5 separate regions of the Mus musculus genome follow, and all the other regions are linked to region 1. Evidence: chromatin contacts called from public HiChIP or PLAC-seq data. All regions are on one chromosome and are shown on one strand. Each heading gives the region's core, a stretch centred on a gene start, on an enhancer-like site or on the middle of the called end of the contact. The rest is flanking DNA. Distances are from core to core; before and after follow the strand shown.

The links. HiChIP or PLAC-seq counts read pairs in DNA pulled down with a chosen protein or histone mark.
Region 2: an H3K4me3 HiChIP or PLAC-seq map of embryonic forebrain shows a contact between it and region 1, with 3 times the contacts expected there. The contact joins the promoter of Nr2c1 here to the promoter of Socs2 in region 1. A contact is called at or near these places in 4 of 39 promoter capture datasets (hippocampal neurons, liver and pre-B cells), 3 of 115 datasets of contacts at active chromatin or transcription factors (astrocytes, embryonic forebrain and embryonic stem cells) and 1 of 9 other capture datasets (liver).
Region 3: a contact with region 1 is called in an H3K4me3 HiChIP or PLAC-seq map of stem cell-derived neural progenitor cells, with 3 times the contacts expected there. The contact joins the enhancer-like site here to the promoter of Socs2 in region 1. A contact is called at or near these places in 2 of 39 promoter capture datasets (the 3T3-L1 cell line and cranial neural crest), 2 of 115 datasets of contacts at active chromatin or transcription factors (embryonic forebrain and stem cell-derived neural progenitor cells) and 1 of 9 other capture datasets (liver).
Region 4: a FOXA1 HiChIP or PLAC-seq map of pancreatic cancer cells shows a contact between it and region 1. The contact joins the promoter of Ccdc38 here to the promoter of Socs2 in region 1. A contact is called at or near these places in 2 of 39 promoter capture datasets (both in liver) and 1 of 115 datasets of contacts at active chromatin or transcription factors (pancreatic cancer cells).
Region 5: a contact with region 1 is called in an H3K27ac HiChIP or PLAC-seq map of microglia, with 14 times the contacts expected there. The contact joins the enhancer-like site here to the promoter of Socs2 in region 1. A contact is called at or near these places in 3 of 115 datasets of contacts at active chromatin or transcription factors (embryonic forebrain, forebrain and microglia) and 2 of 9 other capture datasets (adipose tissue and liver).

The regions. Positions count from the first base shown.
Region 1 is chr10:95,414,267-95,418,350 of GRCm38.p6, reverse strand. It overlaps Socs2 (suppressor of cytokine signaling 2), which reads left to right and starts at 1,494. Exons shown (of 3, transcript NM_007706.4): 1 at 1,494-1,733; 2 at 3,160-3,520. The coding sequence starts at 3,382. 5730420D15Rik (RIKEN cDNA 5730420D15 gene) reads right to left here and starts at 976. Exons shown (of 5, transcript NR_045339.1): 1 at 672-976. Gm33230 (a long non-coding RNA gene) reads right to left here. Exons shown (of 2, transcript XR_380696.3): 2 at 3,748-4,071.
Region 2 is chr10:94,146,055-94,150,171 of GRCm38.p6, reverse strand. It overlaps Nr2c1 (nuclear receptor subfamily 2, group C, member 1), which reads right to left and starts at 2,241. Exons shown (of 14, transcript NM_011629.3): 1 at 2,070-2,241.
Region 3 is chr10:94,293,103-94,297,059 of GRCm38.p6, reverse strand. It overlaps Gm4792 (predicted gene 4792), which reads left to right. Exons shown (of 3, transcript NR_033209.1): 2 at 1,760-1,877; 3 at 3,085-3,397. Among named protein-coding and RNA genes, the nearest start is that of Gm4792, 3.6 kb to the left of the region's middle. Within about 2 kb of position 1,814, at least 42 of the 459 cell types and tissues checked have an H3K27ac peak or open chromatin away from gene starts, as enhancers often do. A contact at or near this core is called in embryonic forebrain and stem cell-derived neural progenitor cells, where this site is marked.
Region 4 is chr10:93,537,820-93,541,968 of GRCm38.p6, reverse strand. It overlaps Ccdc38 (coiled-coil domain containing 38), which reads right to left and starts at 1,337. Exons shown (of 16, transcript NM_175488.6): 1 at 1,160-1,337. Amdhd1 (amidohydrolase domain containing 1) reads left to right here and starts at 1,936. Exons shown (of 9, transcript NM_027908.1): 1 at 1,936-2,135. The coding sequence starts at 1,999.
Region 5 is chr10:94,358,950-94,362,701 of GRCm38.p6, reverse strand. It overlaps a transcript of Tmcc3 not described here. Among named protein-coding and RNA genes, the nearest start is that of Gm4792, 62 kb to the right of the region's middle. Within about 2 kb of position 1,756, at least 5 of the 459 cell types and tissues checked have an H3K27ac peak or open chromatin away from gene starts, as enhancers often do. A contact at or near this core is called in microglia, where this site is marked.

The sequences.
Region 1 (4,084 bases), core at 245-2,744:
GCTTTACACAGGCTTTCTAAAACTTGAGTAAGAGGCATCCTTCCCATCAAAGATTCCAGGAAAACAGCCTCCCCCCTCCGCGGCCACACATACGAATCTATCGCTGACAAAGCCCCTGTAAGCTGGCTTATGTCCTCCCCTCGCGTTCACCATTCTGTAAGTGCATAGAATTATTTAAGAGGAAAAAAATTACTGTGGATAAAAATTGGTTCGGGGCCTTGGAATTGGCCGGTCGTGTTGTGTTTCCTTCCAGGGCCGGCAGGCGGGGCACCAGGCAAGGCTTGGAAGCCGCGCCTCTCTCAACCTCTCCTGGCCACCCTTGCCCAACTTCCCCATAGACACAGCTTCAACTAAAAGTGGCCATTGACCTTTCAAGCTTTTGAGCAGTGGGGCAACAGAACAGTATTTCAAAGAAAAATGGTTATCGAAATTTCGAATCCGGTTTTCCCATGAGTGTTTTTTTTTTGTTTTTGTTTTTCTGTTAAAAAAAAAAAAAGTAGGTCACATTCAAAGTGGGTCACGTTTCAGGAGCCGGCGTGCCTGGATGCCGGCGCGGAGGCTAGGTGGCCTCTTACAGAGTGGGAGGTGAGGGTCCCAATAGGAAAGAAGTACTGGGATCAATACGAACTCCGGGTCCCTGGCTTTGCAAGGATTCACAGAGACAAACGCACCAGGCCTGTGACCCCGCACCCCACCCGGGCACAGGTAAGGGCACCTCCTCTGTAGGGTGGCCAGGGTGGGTCTCCCGAAGGGCAAGCAGGAGTTGAGCTGAGGAGGAAAGGAGAAGCTGGGCAAGGCTGATGCAGGGGACTACCAGTTGGAGCTCCAGGGGGGAGGGATTGAGGGCAGTCTGCGCAGCTTTAAGGAGGCGCTCAGCTCGTCTCTTTCCTGGCCTTCTAGGATGCTGGCGGAGGGGACAGTCTCTGGTTCGCTTCCCGAGGTGCCCGGGAGTGGTAGTCGACCTGGGCAGTGGCGTGCTAGCTCTAGCTCTGTGTGTGTCTTAGAGAGGGAGGGACGGACATCTGAGCCCCGCCCCCTTCCCGCACGCTGGTCCTGCATCCCACATGGAGGAGAGGAGGGTCGCGTCTGGCAGGCGCACAGCGGGGTGGATGGCTGGCCTAAAGGTTCCCTCCTACGTGGAGGGCTGGGGAGAAGAGGGGCTGCTATTCGCGGGACCGAGGTGCTCAGCTGTTGCAGACACAGGGGCAGGTACTGGTGGCTTAATAGGCATTGGCTGGGGACTTCTCCTTGTTCCCGAGCACCCCGAGGTGCAGGGTCAGAGGAGGGCGGAGTCGCAGGCTTCCACCCCGCAGCCACCAGCACCAGCACCCGCACCGGCTCTCTCCACCCGGCTCCCTTGAAGCCTGCGCATTAGCGGCCGGGGCCTCTTTAAAGCGCTGGCGGGGGCTGCGGTCACGTGAGGCGGATTCCTGGAAAGTTCCTGGAAAGCGGCCTCCGCCGCGGCCGGGCGGGGCGCGAGGGGCGGGAGGCGGGGAGCGAGGGAGGCGCGTCGGGCTGGGAAGTCGCGCGCACACTCGGCTCCGGGGACAGACGGTTAACTCTTGCCAAGTCTCGCCGCCTCTGCGGCTCCCGGGCCTTGGGCTTCCCCCCTGAAGCATGAGCCTTTCCTCCCGCAGCCGCCAACGCTGCGCGGGTCTCGGACAGTGCGCGCCGGGACTCCAGGCGCGCGCCCTCAAGATCCCTTGTGCCCGGAGCCCGGAAGCTTGCGGCAGGTACCGCTCGCGAAGCCCGAAGGTTCCGCCCGGGGGGACAGTGGCCGGGAGGGCGGCGGGGTGCGAGCACGGGGGCGGCGGCGGACCGCCTGGGCGTCCGCAGTTTAGGGCGCCCCGGGAGAGTTCAAGTCGGGGCTCTGCCCCATCCGGACTCAACTGCCTCCTCTCTCCCGGGTTCCTTCTCGGTCTCGGGAAATTTTCCGAGCACCCCCACCCCCCAACAACTGCTACCCAAATTTATAATCCTAATAACCTGATCTCCCGCTCCTCCCCGCCAGCCTCCGCCCTTGCTCCCCCACCCCACCCCTTCTCTTTCTCCCATCTCCTCCGCTTCAACTGGAGGGAAACCCGGCACTGGCGAGCAGGGGTGTCAGCCTGGGGCGGAGAGGGGGGGGGGAAGCTAGGCGACGATCCCTGGGATTTTTGTCTGCCTTTGGCGCAGAAAAACTCGGTTGCTTTTACTGAGCGCAGAGCCGATTGCATCCCCAGGCATCTCCTTCCACAAATAAACGTCACCCGGGGAACTCAGACGGACACCCCTCCTTGCCCCCTGGCTCCCCCGCCCCTTGTCCGCTGGGGAGGCTGCCTAGTGCGGAGGCGGCAGTCGCGGCGGTGGAGGTAAGACCTCAGTCCCAGTTGATGGCATGGCCCGCTGCGCTCGCTGTTGCGGGCTCAGCCCCGGCCTCATTTGGAGCTCCGGCGGGGGCTGCACGCTCCGGCCGATTCCTCGACAGCGCCCGCGGCGGCAGCCGCAGGAGCCGCGGTCCGCGTTTTGGAGCGACCGCCGCTGAGCCCCCCATCCTCGTCTGGAGCGTGCTCCAGGAAGCGGCAGGAGTGGGGGTGAGGCCGCCTCCGAGGCAGGGATGCAGCGGCTGGCGCGCCGCTAGCGCACCGCAGCACCCTCGGCTGGCGACCCAGGAGCCCTGCGGCGCTTTAGGGCGTGGAACCAGGTTTTGCCGGATGCATCCTCCCAAGGGCCCTGGGGCTGCTCGAAATGTAAGATGGAAATGCCAAGTGCAGAGAACTGCCCGGTTCTTTGTGTAATGTTTTCCCCCCCACCCCCACCCCCCACTTGCCCATGACAAAGGCCTATCCATCCGGACCCGCAGGTGACTGTTTCCTGGGCTGCCTGTGTGTAATTCCAGCACACAGTTCTTCGGCGGGAAAACACCTTGTTTACTCTCATCCTGTCTCCCTCCTCACCCCTCTACTCCGGCCAACTTTAGTGTCTTGGATCTCTGCCCTTTTTACCCGTCTTTCCCCAGAGTTGGGCAGGGCGTTAGCTGGATGCTCGGGGTTAAATGGTACAGAACACGCAGGCGGAGGAGTCCCTGGGATTTTCCACGTGTCTGTTTACCCACCCCCACCTCGGCCGTAGGGGTTCAGCCCAGACTGACCCAATCTCTGTTCCATTGTTTCTTCACAGGCGATCTGTGGGTGACAGTGTCTGCGAGAGACTTTGCCACACCATTCTGCCGGAATTTGGAGAAAAAGAACCAGCCGCTTCCAGTCCCCTCCCCCTCCGCCACCATTTCGGACACCCTGCACACTCTCGTTTTGGGGTACCCTGTGACTTCCAGGCAGCACGCGAGGTCCACTGGCCCCAGCTCGGGCGACCAGCTGTCTGGGACGTGTTGACTCATCTCCCATGACCCTGCGGTGCCTGGAGCCCTCCGGGAATGGAGCGGACAGGACGCGGAGCCAGTGGGGGACCGCGGGGTTGCCGGAGGAACAGTCCCCCGAGGCGGCGCGTCTGGCGAAAGCCCTGCGCGAGCTCAGTCAAACAGGTAGGGAGCTGGCGGCTGGCGAGGAGTGCGAAACGGGGCGTCCCCATCCCCACCCTACCCAAGGCGGTGGCGGAGAGCGCGGCTGGGACGCGGGCCCAGGTTGGGGGCACTGAAAGCGATGGAACTACTACTCCTCGCGTCCGGTCTCCGCTCGGGGAACCGCAGAGAGGGATGCCCGGATCTTAGGTGACCACAAAAGCAAAGTGGAGGGACGCTGAGGCTTGGGCAAGGGCCGGGAGCGAGCTGGGCTCATTTTGGAAATGTTCCCCCAGCACCTTGGAGCCTAGGCTGCTTTCAGCCGGAGCTCCCGCTCGCTCCGGCGTGGGAGAAAAGCGGCCAGCGCCTCTCTTAACTGGCCCGGTGCGCGGGCGGCCAGTGGGCTGTGCTGCCTCCTGTCTGGGCTGTGAGCGCTCCCGAGAGCACAGCCGCCTCTGCCGCAGCCCGGGTTGATGGCAGCCAAGTTCAGACTGTATGAATCGCAGCTGCTGGGGGTGGGGGGTAGCCTGGGCCGAGTGCAGCCTGCTCCCCGCAATGCGGAAAGCACCCTACATCTGAAAGCAAAGA
Region 2 (4,117 bases), core at 992-3,491, 1.3 Mb after region 1:
TCCACCCATATGTTGGCTCTCTACCCCCTGTATCTCTAGTTCCAGAGGATCTGAAACCCTCCTCTGGCCCCGGAGAGCACAGTACCCTTGTGGTACACAGATATACACACAGGCAAAACACCCATACCCAGAAATCATTAAACCTGGTGGAGATTACCCTCCCCAGAAAGTCACAAGTTCATATTCTTTTATACCTCAATGCTATATGTTAAATATCAAGGTTTACCAAGCATACAGTCAGTCCAAGGAATTCCCCACTTAGGAATCCCAGGGGTAAACTATTAGCAGTTTATCACACAAAACACAAACGGTGCTTCTGTAGCATATACCATTTCCTACCACACTTGTGCCTGACCTCTGAGACCCAGCTCAAATTCCATTCTACCCACTATTTCTGGATGATCCGCTGTATACAGTGTACAGGAAGAGTTAACTGGGATTTAAGGACAGACGTCTATGGTTTCGATTAACTCTTAAAACTTTCAAACAGAGGTCCATTTTTCTGGAGATGGTTTTGAAAGGGTACGTGTGTGTGTGTGTGTGTGCGCGTGCCTGTGCACAGAGGATCTTATAGTGCTACTTTTTGTATGAGGTTGGTCTTTGCTATCACCGGGATAGGAATTACACACTTCACCACACCCTCAGAAGATATTTAGGCTTTGCTGCCTTGTATGGTCCCCTTGAAAACCTTTCACCTTGAAAGCGTTACACAGAATGATGAAATCATGAAATTGGTTAAATTTATTGTCACCATATGTTTAGTTTGTAATGGATACAAGCATCAAGTATCTTCTTTAATGACAATAGAAGCAACATTAAAACGACCTTTGAAACCAGAGTTAGGAGGCTATAAAGGGTGTCCTACAGGCTAGAACTGTACAGAAGGTCTAACTTGGAAACGGGAATTGTGGTTACTGCCACCCTTAGACTAATAGGTCTTTGGAATGATTGCAATTGGAAAACTTACACTGTATCCAAAGGTTCAAGATGCACACCAAAAGGTTACTGGCCATGTTGATACAAAGGACGTAAGACCTTTCCTTTATCTTCTATACATCTTCTGGGGTTTGGATACATGATTTCCAAGCCAGTCTCCACAAGAACTCCAGGTGACCTTTCCTGCTTTGCTTTAGCCTCCTGAGTACTGGGATTACAGGCATGTGTCACCAGCCTGGCTCCTTCCTGCAGGTCATCCAGGCTTTCTGTTCTTTCTCAATGTTAAATGGTCCACAATAAACTCCCACTTTTTCTTCCCTTCCTGGAATCTTCTCTAATGTACTTGCATTTCTGTCCCACCAAACTACAACTCCCAAGACACCCTCCCCAAACGATTTCCTTTTTCATGTTTGCTGTTTGATTAGAACAGATCAATAATCTCTTTCCAAATTTACCAAAGTAGACACGTAAAGTTTAGAGACAATTACTCAACCCGGTAAACAAGCAGACACTGTTTTAAAAACAAAGAACAACCCCTTCCTTGAAGTCTAAGACACACTAACAACTTCCAAGCGGTGGAAAAAAAAGCCCTAAACGGATTTAACTTCAAGTCTCTTTTGCTTGTCCTTTCCAGCTTTGGCTGACCTGCTTAACTCAGGGGTAGGGGACAGCCTGGCAATATCTGCACATCATGAGATGTTGTCTGCAGAAACTCAGGCAGTGCTCCTAACAAAAGAGCTACTGGAAGCTTTGATGTGCCCAGTGCATGAGATAGCCCTAGGCCACCTTCCCTCAGAGAAACAGCCACAGCGGATGCTGGTCCTCTCATGCAAGCAGAATCCTGAGCCGGAGGAGGTGTCATCCCGTAGCCCCGGGGTACATGGTCCCTCCGGTCCTGCGCCCCGCAGCTCCCTGCCCTGCACCCACCACGCGCGCAGCCCCGGGGCGGGGGAAGCGGCGCCGAGACGGAAGCGTTCCCTTTAGGTGAAAGGTCACCGGCCCGGCCCGGCCTCCCAAGGCTTTGGGCAATCCGCTAATGTCCGGCTCTCCGGTAACCGGGAGCTGGGACACTCAGGGACACGGGCGCTCGGGCCACGACGCTCGGCGGTTGGGCCGCCCCGCACCCGACTTACCCCTCCCGCCGCGGCGGCCGCTGGGCTGGAGAGAGCAGAGGCGAGGGGACCCGAGGCCAAGGGGACAGGGGAGCTTTCTGAGTTTGTGTTTTGGGGGTGGGGGTCAGAGTTCGTGACCCCACCCTCGGCTTGGCGGTGCGTGGTGCTCTTGGCGCCTGCGCATTAGCGCGGTGGAGAAGCGGCCGGCGGTGGTGACGTTCCCTGGGCGAAGCCGAGGGCCCCGGAGTCCAGCGGCGGTTCTGGAAGTCGATTGCCCCCTGTAGGTGTGGAGGGAGAGCGCCGCCGCAGCTGCGTGTCCACCCGATGCCCTGTGAGGATGATAGATAGCATCAAGTTCTTCCAATACCTGCAACTCTGGTGTCTGGCCTCCGCGGGCACGCGCACCCAAGTGCACATACCCAAACACACGTAATTGGAAATCAAGGACGACCGAGGGCTGGAGAGATGGCTCAATGGTTAAGAGGACTTGTGGTTCCTCCAGAGAACTTGGCTTGATTCCTAACACCCACCTGGTCTGTGGTCATCTTCTGTAACTTCAGTTCCATTGGATTTGGTGCCCTCTTCTGTGCACAAACATATGTGCAGGCCGAACACCCTACACACTAAGAGTAAAACTCTTGAAAGGAAGGGAGGAAGGCAGGAAGGAAGAAAGAAAGAAGGAAGGAAAGAAAAAGACAAGTCTTTTGAGACCTGGCCTGTCAGAACCCAGACTAGTCTTTTAACTAGTGATTCTCCTGCCTCCCTCTCCAGTGCTGTAGCGGTTTGTTTTGTTTTTAAATTTCATTAATACGGGCGTTTTACCTGCATCTATGCATCTAGGTGTACCTAGTCTAGGTGGAGGCCATCAGATCCTCTAGATGTGAACTTACAGATCGTTTTGAGTAGCCATGCAGGTACTCGGAATTGAACCTGGGCCCTCTACAAGAGCAGCCAATGCTCTTTAACAGCTGAGCCATCTCTCTTGCCCCTTAAAGGAAGTTTTGGTTTGAGAAATAATAAACAACCGAATGGGTCTGGGTTAGGTGTCTTTAATGTCTGGAAAACTGGACTTTGTTGTGGGCACTCTCTTAGATTAGTTCACCAGTGCTAAGGAGTCTGTGTAGGATAACAGGGCCCAGGAAAGAACACCCTGACCCTGACTTGACCCAAGCCCAAGACCTTGTCCCAGAGTCTGATCACAGAATCCCACCAACCCTCAAAGCTTTGGCCAAGATCAAGCCACATAATCCTCCCATCGCAGGCCACCCTGGAAAACCCCACACTCCAAGAAACCCTATATAAAGTCCATTTTTCTGCCCAGTTCCCTGAAGTTTCTTGAAGAGGCAGCCATTTTCCTGTTTTTTTTTTTTTTCCTTCCAGCAAATCTCGTGGGAGGTTTCTTGTGTGGTGTGGATGTGACTCTGTGGTATTCCTTGGCTCATGGTGGCCAGGCTACCTTTTCCAGAAGAGCTGTAACATCACGATTTGGGGAAACTTCCCCCTGCCTGAGCAGAGTGATAACACTGTCTGCCTAGAGCCCAATCCCATAGAACTTCCCAGCAATATGAGAACAGGCTGAGGCAAAGTCGTGTCAAATTTTACTTGACTGTCTTTATCAAAAGCAAGAACACAATCACTGCTGTGTACCTTATGTTCCTAAGGGCTGGGTTTTTTTTGTCCATTTTGCTAGACGATGTGTCCCCAGATAGTTAACAGTTCCTGCTGGTCAATAAAGATCTGCAAAACGAAAGGTCACCTGTGGCAGGAAACTCTGGTCTGTACATCAGGTACTATGTGGTGATCTAGAAACTTCCTTTGCATCAAGATAAACACTGTAGAAAAGCAGCCAGATTCAGGGCAGAAACCTAAGGTATTTTTTTGGGGGGGGGGATATCAAAACTCTTTTTGTGCTAGGTCGAATAATTAATTGTCCCTTATGGCCCCACAGCCTCGGGCCTATAATCTTAGCACTTGAGAAGAAAGGCTGGAGGAACCGGAGCTCAGTCAGTTTGAAGCTAGCCTGGACTGCACCTCTAAGAAAATATTACTATTTCTCTTTGGAATTAAGT
Region 3 (3,957 bases), core at 565-3,064, 1.1 Mb after region 1:
AAAAAAAATATCAAACAGGACGAGTTGCTATTAGAACAAAAAAAAGAAATAAGTTAACTTGACACCTCTCTTCCCTCAAAGTCAATAAATCCTGATTGATCCTATATATTGAACAAATATGTATTAAGAACCTACTGAGTGCTGGCTTTAGTCCTATTAACAAGTTACAGTCTTTTCTACTGGGGAAATTCCTATGCAGAAACGGCTGGTATACCTGGGGATAGAGCTCAGATGGTAGAGTGCTTGTCTACCATGCTTGAGGCTCTGGCTTGGGTCTTCAGCACCCCAAGACATAAACAGAATAGTTAGGTATACCTGTGAGTGGCAGAATACCTGCCTGACATGCACAAGGTCCCAGACTCAGTCCTCAGCACTGAAATACACACACACACACACACACACACACACACACACACACACACACTCACACACACACACACACACACACACTCACACACACACACACACACACACACACACACACACTCACACACACACACACACATTGGTCTATAGCTTAACCTTGCTTCTAAAGAAAGTACAGAAATTGAGGCATTCTTACTGTTTGATACCTAAACAGGAAGGAGCCATATCTTTTGAGCGGTACATTATTGTTATCCCCTCAGGTAGGACTGTGTGGAAGAACACAGGCATGCAGCTTGATTAGTCTGTAGGAGTTTATGGGACAGCAGGGAACCTCTTACCTCAGAGCCTGGTTCTTTGAAGCAGGAGAATCGGGCCCCATAAATTGTCACCTGACAAAACGAGAATATTATATCGACAACTGCCGCCATTAACTTGTAGTAATAAAGTGATTTCCAGCACAGCAAGGGGATACATTAAAAGTCATGGTGGAAAAGGTGGAGGGAAAGGAAAGGGGACTTTTGAAATTATCCAGTGCTTGGTTGTGGTTTGGGTATAAGTGTCTACCAGATGATTTATGTGTTAAAGGCTCAATCCCTGGCTGGCTCCTCCAGTCACTGAGAATTGACTGGATGCTGTGAGCTCTGCCTTCATCAATGGGCTAATCCACAGACAGATTCCTAACTTGATTATATAATTGTAAGGTAATGGAGACTTTCAGGGGTGCTAGCAGAAGGAATTCATCCCTGCAGACTCCATAATGGATGTATTTTCTCTCTCCTCTCCCTCCCCACTTCTCCTCTCTAATGGCCATGAGGTCACCCTAGGAAGCTCCCCGTCCAAGTCTCAGACCATGACAGAATCAAGAGATGGAAGACATCTTAGAGACCATCTGTTCTTGCCCATTCGGGAATATTCTCTCTCTGAAACCTTGGTCAAGGTGTCTTGACTCCTGCTTAAACACATACTAGTCACGCTTTCTAAAGCCCATTCTACACCAGCCACTCCATCACTGGTTATTGGAAAGGTCTTTTTGGCAGGGCACCAGAGTCTGTTTCTCTCTTCCCTCTGCCTGCTGCTCCATCTGTTGGGATCAGAGGAAACAGGGTGACTCACTTCAAATGACGGCCGACAATGAATGATATACAATTAAGCGTGTGGGCCCCAGGGGCAGACTGCATGGACAGAGTCCTGGCTTTGTGATTTTGGGCAATTGAATCTTCTTGTGCCTCAGATTCTTCATTTGCAAACCAGGAACCCTAATGCTGCCTATCCTTGGAGACTAGGATGGGAAAGGAAGCCTGCTACATATGACTCAGCAGCAGAATTGTCACCCTGATGGTCATGGGAGTCTGCTTGCTTGGACTAAACCTTTTTATTTCTCTCCTTATTCCAGGACTGCTTGTGCCCCTCCCCCACACAGCCCAGTGGCCAGGATTCCTGCCTAACTATATCCCAAGAATTGAGCCTAGGACTCTCTTTGGTCTGCTCTGGCTCATAAAAGCCAAGACGAGGTGAGGCACTCCTTTCTGTTTCTGCTTCTCCGTTCACTCACCAATTCACAAATGATTTTCTGCATGTGTGTTTGTGTAATAGAGAACTGTCCCTTTAAATGTGTGTGTCACAGATCTTGTCTCCTGCTGGGATTGCAGTGGCCTGAAGGCAGGGAACAAATACTGCCACAAAAGGCCTTAGGCTTTGTAGTACACATGGTCTCAGTTGCAACTGCTAGGCTCAGCTGACAAAGCATGAGGTAGCCTTAGACAAGATGAGAGATTTCGTTTACAAAGAGCAGGCCACTGGCTGAATTTGCTTCATGAGCCATAGTTTCCTAACTTCCAAGCTAAAGCATATTTTAAAAAATTGTTTTTCATCTCTCATTCCCTGTCCGGCTTTTTAGAAATGATTGGGATTATGCTGTGTCTGTTTGCTTATTTTTAAAGCATAAGCAGGAGGCTTTTTGTGGATCTGTATTCGACTTTACTATATTGGCTATGCACGTTCCTCTAGCCTTTCTCCTGTGTTTGTGTGTGTGGTGTGTATATATATATGGATGTGTGGGTGTATGTGTACATGTGTATGTGGGGGTGCATGTGGATGCATGTGGATGTGGATGTGTGTATGTGTACGTATGTGTATGCATGCATGTGTGTATATGTGTATGTAGGGGTGCGTGTAAGTGTATATAAATGTGTATTTATATATGTGCATGTATGTGTATGCATATGTGTGTATGTGTATGTATATATGTATGTGTGTGTTTGGGGGTTTGTACATGTGTATATACATATATATATGTGTGTGTGTAGTATATATGTGTGAGTGCATAAGTATATATACATATGTATATGTGTAAGCATGCATGTAGGGGTGTATGTGGGGGTGCATACAGAAGTCAGGGGAGATATCAGGCATCATCCCTTTCCATGCTCCTGTTTCCTTGTTATCTTGAGGCAGGGCTTCTCACCATCCCTAAAAGTTCCTGTTTTGGTTAGGCTGTCTGTACACCGAGCTCCCAGGATCTCCACCTGCTTTCCTGGGGTTGGAACCATGTACAGCTATGCCCAGCTTTTATGTGGGCACTGGAGATCCAAACTCAGACACAACAAACACCCTTACCCGCTGAGCCGTCTCCCCAGGACTTTATGAAGATCTACTAGAGCCCTCCTTCTGCCACTGTCCAAAATAACCCCTGTCTCTCTGTGTCTCTGACTATGATAGGTGTACCTTTGATATATGTATCCACGTAATTGATAAAACGGGAAAGATCAGAGGATGGAGTTTGGAGAGTACAAGACAGGTTCCTGTGAACCAGGCGGGTTCAGGAATCAGTCGCATCACTTCTTTCAGGAAGCAGTTCTTCCAACTTCCCTCCTCCCAGGCCACCATCTCTGAGGATAACACAACCCTGAATGTGGTCCATGGTGCTTCATGGGTGCTCTGCAGGCACTCTCCTCCACTAGACTATAAGCTTGTTTCCAAGTGGTGGCACATAATAGGTGCTCAATAAATGTTGGCACCATGAGGAAATGAATGTGTGGTTTCATATATGTGTCTCCTTTAGCATATCTCCATCAAAACTTACTTCTTCTGGTGATAGAGGAGATAGCTCAGCCAGTAAAGCGCTCACCTTGCAAGCATGGGCACCTAAGTTCAGATCCCCAGCACCCACATAAAAAGCCAGGTATGCTGGCACACCAGAAATCTCAGCACTGGGGAGGTGAAGACAAGAGAATCCTGGGCGTTTGTGGCCAGCCTATCTAGCCAAATTGGCTCCAGATTCAGTAAGAAATTCTATCTCAAAAAGTAAACTGGAGAGCAATGGGGGGGAGATATGGATATTGACCTCTGACCTCCACATGTACCTGCGTGTACCTACATACACATACAAACACATACATACATACATACATACATACATACATACATACATACATACATACATACATACATACTCTCTCTCACACAGAGTGGAGAGAGAGAGAGAGAGAGAGAGAGAGAGAGAGAGAGAGAGAGAGAGAATTTCTTCCTGCTGTTTTTGAAGGGAGATTCCTGAGATTTGACAAAGTAATTGGAAACATGTTGCTGAGAGAC
Region 4 (4,149 bases), core at 88-2,587, 1.9 Mb after region 1:
TGCCATTTCTACACCCCACCCCCTTTCTTCTTTTAATTTTTTTCTTTGACAGTGAGTCACTGTGTAGACCAGGCTAGACTGAAACTCACATAGCTCTATTACCACCCCTGGTTAATCTCTCTCTCTCTCTCTCTCTCTCTCTCTCTCTCTCTCTCTCTTGGCAGTACACAGACATTTGTGGTTGTGTTTCTGCTTTGTGAGCAGCTGTTGAGGTTTTCACTCACATTATTTTATAACTTCCTTCTTTTGTTTTTGTTTTGTTTTTTTCTACCCCATCTCTATTTTCTTATAGAACATGGTGTGGACCTAAAGGACATTTGCTTCTAGTCTGTCGGAAGCTATTTTTACTGTCTGTTTTATTAATGGCTATAAGGTGACCCAAAATTATCTTTGTGATTTGCAGAGTAAGCCTGCTTTTATGGTATTGTTTTCAGTCCTTGACCCTGCCACCCCCATCTCTTGTAGTATTTGTTGGCCTGGGCAAGGGAAGAAAATCTCTTATCTTTTTAGGAAACATACCATAGAAACTAAATAACTTAAGGGTGATATAGTCTTTAGTCTCAGCACTGATGTGCAGTGTGTGTGTGTGTGTGTGTGTGTGTGTGTGTGAGTGGGGGTGGGGAACCAGGGAGAGAGAGAGAGAGAGAGAGAGAGAGAGAGAGAGAGAGAGAGAGATCTGAATTAAAAGGCTATCCTGATCTACATAAAGGGCTCCAGAACAGCCAGGGCTACACAGTGAGACTTATCTCAACAAGAGAAAAAAGACCAAGGGGGGGGGAAGCCCTAAAACCACATATGTACAAATAGCATTATACAGACCAAGTGGGCTGTATTTATGTATTTAGGGACACACACACACCATAGAAAAGGTCTTGAATTTGAAAGAGAACAAGGGTGGTTTAAGAGGAAATCAGGAAATGATGTCATTGTAATCTCAAAAAATTTATGTGTGTGTGTATATGTGTATGTGTGTGTGTGTGTGTGTGTGTGTGTGTGTGTGTGTGTGTGTGTATGTATTCTTTACAAATCCTGCCTGCCAGTTCTTTAAACAATCTGGATACTGTCTGTCTACAACCTTGAGTGCAGTGGTGTGTGTGAAAGCCACCACACTCGGGAGGAGGGGGGGAGTGTCAGACACCCGGGTCAAATCTGGTTTTACCTCAACAAGTCTGGATCACTGTTGAGACCTATCCTTCAAGAAGGCGGTCGGGACAAAGCAGACAGAGGCACCAAACTGATACTCTGTGTCTCAGCTTCATCCTTCCCTGCTCCAGGCTCCCTTCATCCTGGGAACCGCTTACTACCAGGCCCAAGCGCCGATCTGGCCAACCGAACACGCGTGGCACCCGCAGCCAGGCTAGGAGGGTCACGCGGACACCGTGAGCCTCTGCCCCGTGCCCCTGTCGCCTGTCAGCGCAAGTTTGCTAGGTTCAAGTTCCAGCTCCCAGGGCACAGTGTGTTTTTGTCTCTGTTTCTGTCACTGTGTCTAACACACACACATACATACATACACACACACACACACACCATGCACACTCACACCACACGCATACACACACCCCACTGTGTCTGCCTCTGTTTCTGTCACTGTAACACACACACACACACACACCACTGACGTCTCTGTGTGAGCCCTTCCCAACAACACTTCACTTGGCCACTGCACCGCATCTACCTCGCCCAACTTGATCACTTCCGGTGGTGGCTAAATTTCAGTTTTGTTTTGTTTTTAATCCAGAAGTTAGGGGTTGGGGAGGGGGTGATATAACCATCACCTCCTTTACTCCAAACCTGGAAAGGAGACCTGAAAAGACTGGCGTCCACAATAAAGTTTATTCCAACTTTATTCCAGGCGCTCTGGTTGGCACTGCTCCTGTCCCGGTCACTGGCTGCTGGCCAGCTCCCGCCCCACGCTGCCCAGCCCCGCCCCGCCCTGCCCGGGAGCCACAGCTCGCAGGCTCTCCTGTCCTCCGCAGCCCGCCAGCGGCTAGAGCGACAATGACGAGCAGCCACCGCCTCCTGCTGGAGAACGCACAGCAAGTGGTGCTGGTGTGTGCCCGCGGCGAGCGCTTCCTGACCGGGTCTGCGCTGCGCAGCCTGGCGGTGCTGGAGGGCGCCAGCGTGGTGGTGGGCACGTGAGTAGCCAGTAGCTGGGGACAGGCGAGATGGGGTTCCGGAGCGAAAGCTCTTTCTCCAACAAAACACCTTCAGGGCATCTTTCATTATGATCATTGATCATTGATCCCATTATAGCTTCTAAAGTACTGGCTGGTGGGTTTGCTTTGTTGTTTCCAGAAGAGTCTGTAGACTCTTTTTTGCTCTAAAATCCCGGATATTGATCCAGGTGTGCAGTCCCAGCACCCAAGAGGCAGAAGGTGAGGTCTGTAGTCTAAGGCCATCCTTGACTGTATGTAGAGTTTGCATGTGAGATCCTGTTTCAAAAAACAATCAAGAACTTAAAAAAAGAAAGAAAGAAAAGAAAGGAAAGAAGGAAGGAAGGAAGGAAGGAAGGAAGGAAGGAAGGAAGGAAGGAAAGGAAGGAAGGAAGGAAGGAAGGAAGGAAGGAAGAAAGAAAGAAAGAAAGAAAGAAAGAAAGAAAGAAAGAAAGAAAGAAAGAAAGAAAGAAAGAAAGAAAGAAAGAAAAGAAAAAGAAAAAAGGACAGGGTTTCTCTGTGTAGCCCTGGCTGTCCTGGACTCTTGTAGACCAGACTGGCCTCGAATTCACTCACAGAGTTCCACTCATCTCTGCTTCCCGAATGCTGGGATCAAAGACATGCCCCTCTTTAAAAAAATACTTTTAAATAAAACTAACATTACATCTTTTTTCCCCCCTCAAAAAGCACCTGTGGTGTGCATTATGTAGTCCAGCATAGTGGCCATGTCTTTAATACCAGCACTCTGGAGGCAGGGGTAGACTATTCAAAGTCAGCTTGCTCTACGTAATTCCAGGGCAGCCAAGTGAGACCATGTCGTAAAACAAACAAACCTACGGCTGACCCGCAAAATCACTCAAGCCCTGCATCAGGGAACTAAGGTTAACACACAGGCGCTTTGCTTTGGGGTTGTTTTCTAAAGTAAATAAAAATGTGTCAACACTCACACCTTTTAAAGAGAAGGAATGAATGTGTATTATTTTGTAGTTTATTCTTTTTCCCACTTAGTAGTAAACAGTAAAGCCTCACTATTCCATGTTAATAGTTTCTAAAGGGCCAAAACTCCTAACACCTTTGGAAGGTGGTTTCTAGCTTCCTTGAGTAATTATGTTACTGGATGTGCACTTTGTTCAAACATGACTCCAAAACCCACCACTGAATGACAGCCCACATTCTTAGAAGGTGGACAGCTGTGTGGTTAATGTGGTCCTGAAGAGAACCCCACACCCCCAGAGTCATCCCACACAGGCTGAGGCCATCAGAGATCTCCATCGTAGGCCTGAACTCATTTAAAGTCCAACAGCACACATGAAGTGGTGTGTGCTTCAACCTCCAGCTCTCCGCAGAGCCCTTTGCCCTGTGGCTCCTGGTTAAGTCAGCTCCATGTCAACCAGGACAAACCTCTGACAGAAGAGGAATTCCTAAGTAGGGAGTCCCAAGTGAGGGCTTTGTGTTTAACCTGCATTCATAGGTCAGCTTCCAACCTGTCTGGTCCTTTCCATCACTGGATTTACTGCAAAGTGGGCATTTTATAGAACTTGGCCAGATAAAACGCTATCCGGATTCAAAAATCAGAATACAATTTTTTTCAAAATTCAAATGTAGTTTCTTGTTCTCTTCCTGAATTTGCCCTCCTCTAAATGCACCCCTCCCCAGTTAGGTGAGCTTTCCATCACTGTGACAAAATGCCTGGGACAGGAACAAAGGAAAGATCTAGTGGGTTTCACTGTGCCCGGCTCCATCACTCTGAGGCCTTGTCACCACAGGGCCAAATGTCCTGGTGTCAGGGTGGGGCACAGGAGATGGAAGACACTTATCCCATGGTGACCAGGACGCAGAGACACAGAGAGAGAAAGGATCCAGGGAGAAGATATAGTTTTGAAAAGCATGCTCCCAAGAACTTCTCCCTTCAGTCACGTCCCATGTCCTAAATTCCAGCATCTCCCAAATACCCCAACAACTTAGGAAGTTATCAATGCACTGATTCCCTGATGAG
Region 5 (3,752 bases), core at 507-3,006, 1.1 Mb after region 1:
CTCTCTTGCTTCTTGCACTCTGGCTCCTGAAGATGTAAGCAATAAAGCTTTGCCGCAGAAGATTCTGGTCTGTTGCGTCTTTCCTGGCCGGTCGTGAGAACGCGTCTAATAACAGACACCGCCCTTTGTCTGGATAAGACTTAGCCATACCCGGTGAAACAAAGTTTCTCTCCATCCAGATGGCTACATCAGCGCTAAGAGCACCCTGTCCTCGCTTCTCTGGCCCTTTTGTTCTGGTTCCTGTTGCAGAGGGTCCAGCATTTCTGTAAGCTTTCCGCTTTATGTGGGTCTTCCCCACTCCTAGCTTCTGGAAGAAAGGGACTTCAAAGGGCAACCAGAAAGGAAGAGAACATGGGCTACTGCTCCGGTGCCCATCACTGCCCTTCCGGCTGGGAAAAGCAAACTTTACTCCTTTAAGCACAGAGTGTTCAATCTGTAAGTGAAATCTATTGGGCCTTAGTGAAGGTCATTAATGAACACCCCAGTAAATAGCCTATGATAGTAAGCAGGAAGATTTGATGAGTGTTCACACCACCCACAGATTCAATATAATGCATATCAAAATGCCAATGACATAAACAGAACAAAACAATGCTTTCAAGTACATAGACCCACAAAAGACACTCCCAAGATCCGCTAAAGTTTACCTTAACTGAGGTGGGAGGAGTCACTCTGAATACGGGTGGCACTGTTGCATTGGTCTCAGATCACAGATCAAAATACAGAGAAGGGAGCCGGCATGAGCATTCATTGATCACTACTCCTTTTCTAGAGACTCTGTGTGACCAGACATCTCAAGTTCTTGACACCACGATGTTCCTCACCATGATGACCTGTACCCATGAATTATGAACGGAAACAAACCCTTTCTTAAGGGGCTTTTGCCAGGCGCTGTGTCACTGCAACAGGAAAAGCCGCTAACACAACGGTCTTGAGCAGGAACAATTGGAGAAACCACACTTCCAGCCTTCATATTAGATGACAAAGGTACAGGAATTAAAACAGCAACGCCCACGGTGGTACGAATAGCGGTCCTAGAACTCAGGAAGCCGAAGTATGGTGAACATGAGTTTGAAGCCAGCCTGGGTCCCAAACCCAGATCCAATTTAGACCTTATCTCAAAACCAACCAAACAAAGATTATAAGAACAAACAGTAAGTAAACAAAAGGAATAAAGAGAAAGGGAATATAAAGGAACAAAACCAGATAGGATAGAGAAACAGGAAATCATGCCCACATGTGCATAAAGGGGTTTAACACAGATAACAGGGGAAGGGTATATCTACAATAAACAGGAGAGGGGAACTAGATATTCAGATGGGAAAAAACATGAAACTAGACCCTTTTCCTTTCCCTTCCTTCCTTCCTTCCTTCCTTCCTTCCTTCCTTCCTCCCTCCCTCCCTCCCTCCCTCCCTCCCTTCCTTCCTTTTTCCCCCCTCCCCCTCCTCCGCCCCCCCTCTCTGTCTCTCTCCCTCCCTCCCTGCCTCTCTCACTGCAGGGCCTCTCTACATAGCCCTGGCTATCCTGGAGCTGTCTATGGAGACCAGGCTGGCCTCACACTCACAGAGGTCTCCCTGGAAACTGGAGCCACCCATGCACCTAGAACGCTGGTGGGTGCCGGGGTGGGCAACGGGACCCTTCCTTCCAAAATTTTGTCATGCAAACTGACAGTGCCTCCTGATTGACTGATCCAGGTGCCTACTTTGGTCTGGGCCCCGTTGAGTTCCCCTACCATCTATAGGGAAATTTTAAAAAATAAATTCCCTGTGTTTTCCCTTCTTCAGAGGCAGACATTTAAGAAGGTCACTGGCCAACCACAGAGATAACAGAACAGAAACTTCAGTGACCACAAAAAACAAGAACACACAGTGACAGATATCAGTTAGCAAGGTCACAATATACATCAGCCCCAATAACAACAACAACAACAACAACAACAACAAATCAACAGATTTCCAAATAGTAGGAAAGTAGGATTTCCAGACTCACCATGTAAGAGTCTTAAAATTAAAAGTCTTATATGTTTTCTTTCTAGCTAAGATGCTAAAATTATGACAAATTGTGAAAGAAATATGGTCTTTCTGTGAGGAAACCAAAGACCAGAAAATCCTCAAATGGCATCAACTTTATCTAATAATAATAACAACGACAGCAGCAGCAGCAGCAACAACAACAACTAGACCCTTCCCCAGGGAGTCAGGATACAGAGGGGACATTTCAGACAGACACAAAAGAATAAGAAAAAGAAGATGGCAGGGAAGTTTTCCTTTCCTTTCCTCTCTCCTTTGCTTAACAATATTTCTCAGTACTTTGGTTATCAAAGTCATTAGAGTTTACAAGGTATGAATGTAAAGCACTCAGAATCGCTCCCGTGCTTATGAAAATCCCAATATTAGCTTTTAATAATATTATTATTATCATCTAAATACACTCTGAGGCACAAGCCAAGTTCTATTGATGTCTTTCTAGGACAAAGACAGTTTAACCAATATTTTAGTGAATTAAAAAAACAAAACAAAACAATGCTCTATCAAAGTAACAATGCAATTCATAATTAAACTCTCTCTTCTAAACCAGAATTAGAGAGTTTGTATTTCTGTCATTGTTATTGATACAGGATATCAGTATCGGAACATAAAACCCCATGTAAGAAGCCATGCTTGGTGCCATGCTTGTAATAAATCATCGTCGTCATCGTCATCATCATCATCACCATCGTTGTCACCATCACCATCCTCATAATCACCATCATCATCCCTGGAGCATGCTGGTTAGACAGCCTAGCCTACCTGACAAGCTTCCGGTCAACAAGACATCCTGGCTGAAAAAATAAAAAGAGGACTGGAGAGATGGCTCAGCCACGCCCTTGTAGAGGATCCAGATTTGGTGGTTGCTCATGGCTGTCTTTTACTAGTTTCAGAGGACCTAATATCTTCTTCTGGCTTCCTCAAGCACTGTAAAACATAGTGCCCGTACATACATTCAACAAAACACACATGCACGTAAGATAAAGGCAAATCTTTCCAAAAGTTCAAGTGGACAGCACCCAAGAAGCAGCATTGCAGTTGCCCTCTGACCTCGACATGCATACAGTCTGCACACACACACAAGCAGGCATACTCACATGTGTGCACTTGCACACACAAACACACACTGAGACACACACAACCCAGAGCATTCACGCAGGCTGTGTGGTGGCACACTGAAGTGTGGGAAGGACGGGGCAAGAGCAAGGTTTGTAGTAATTCCAAGCCCCTTTGGTTGGGTAATCTTTTGCTGAATTAGTTTATTCATGTTGCGTCTTCTGTCCTAGTGCTAAAACTCTGCAAGCAACCTTAGACCCCTAGGTTGTTTTGTACCCCGGTCTTCTCCTCGGGCCAGAGACACAGAAGCTAAAACCAGCTCAAAGGCTCCTGATAACATTGGTAGGCAGTTGCTCTATCACAACTATTTCAAACCAAATTTTGAAGTAGTACATTTGCCTCTGTGTTCAATCCACTGTCTGTATCTAGACGATTTTTAAGTTCTCTCTCTTCCCAGGATGACCTAGCTAAATTGCTGTCCAGGGCAGAAGACAAGCCACTGTCCTCCAACCAGACATCGGAGTTCAGTCTTGGTTAAAACAAGTCAGTCGTCATCTCTGTGTTTCCATCGGGTGCGGGCAGGAGTGCACACTTCACGGGGCTGTGATGAGACTGAACTGAGGTAGGGGCCTGACAGACTCAAAACACCATCCAGACTGGGAGTAGCC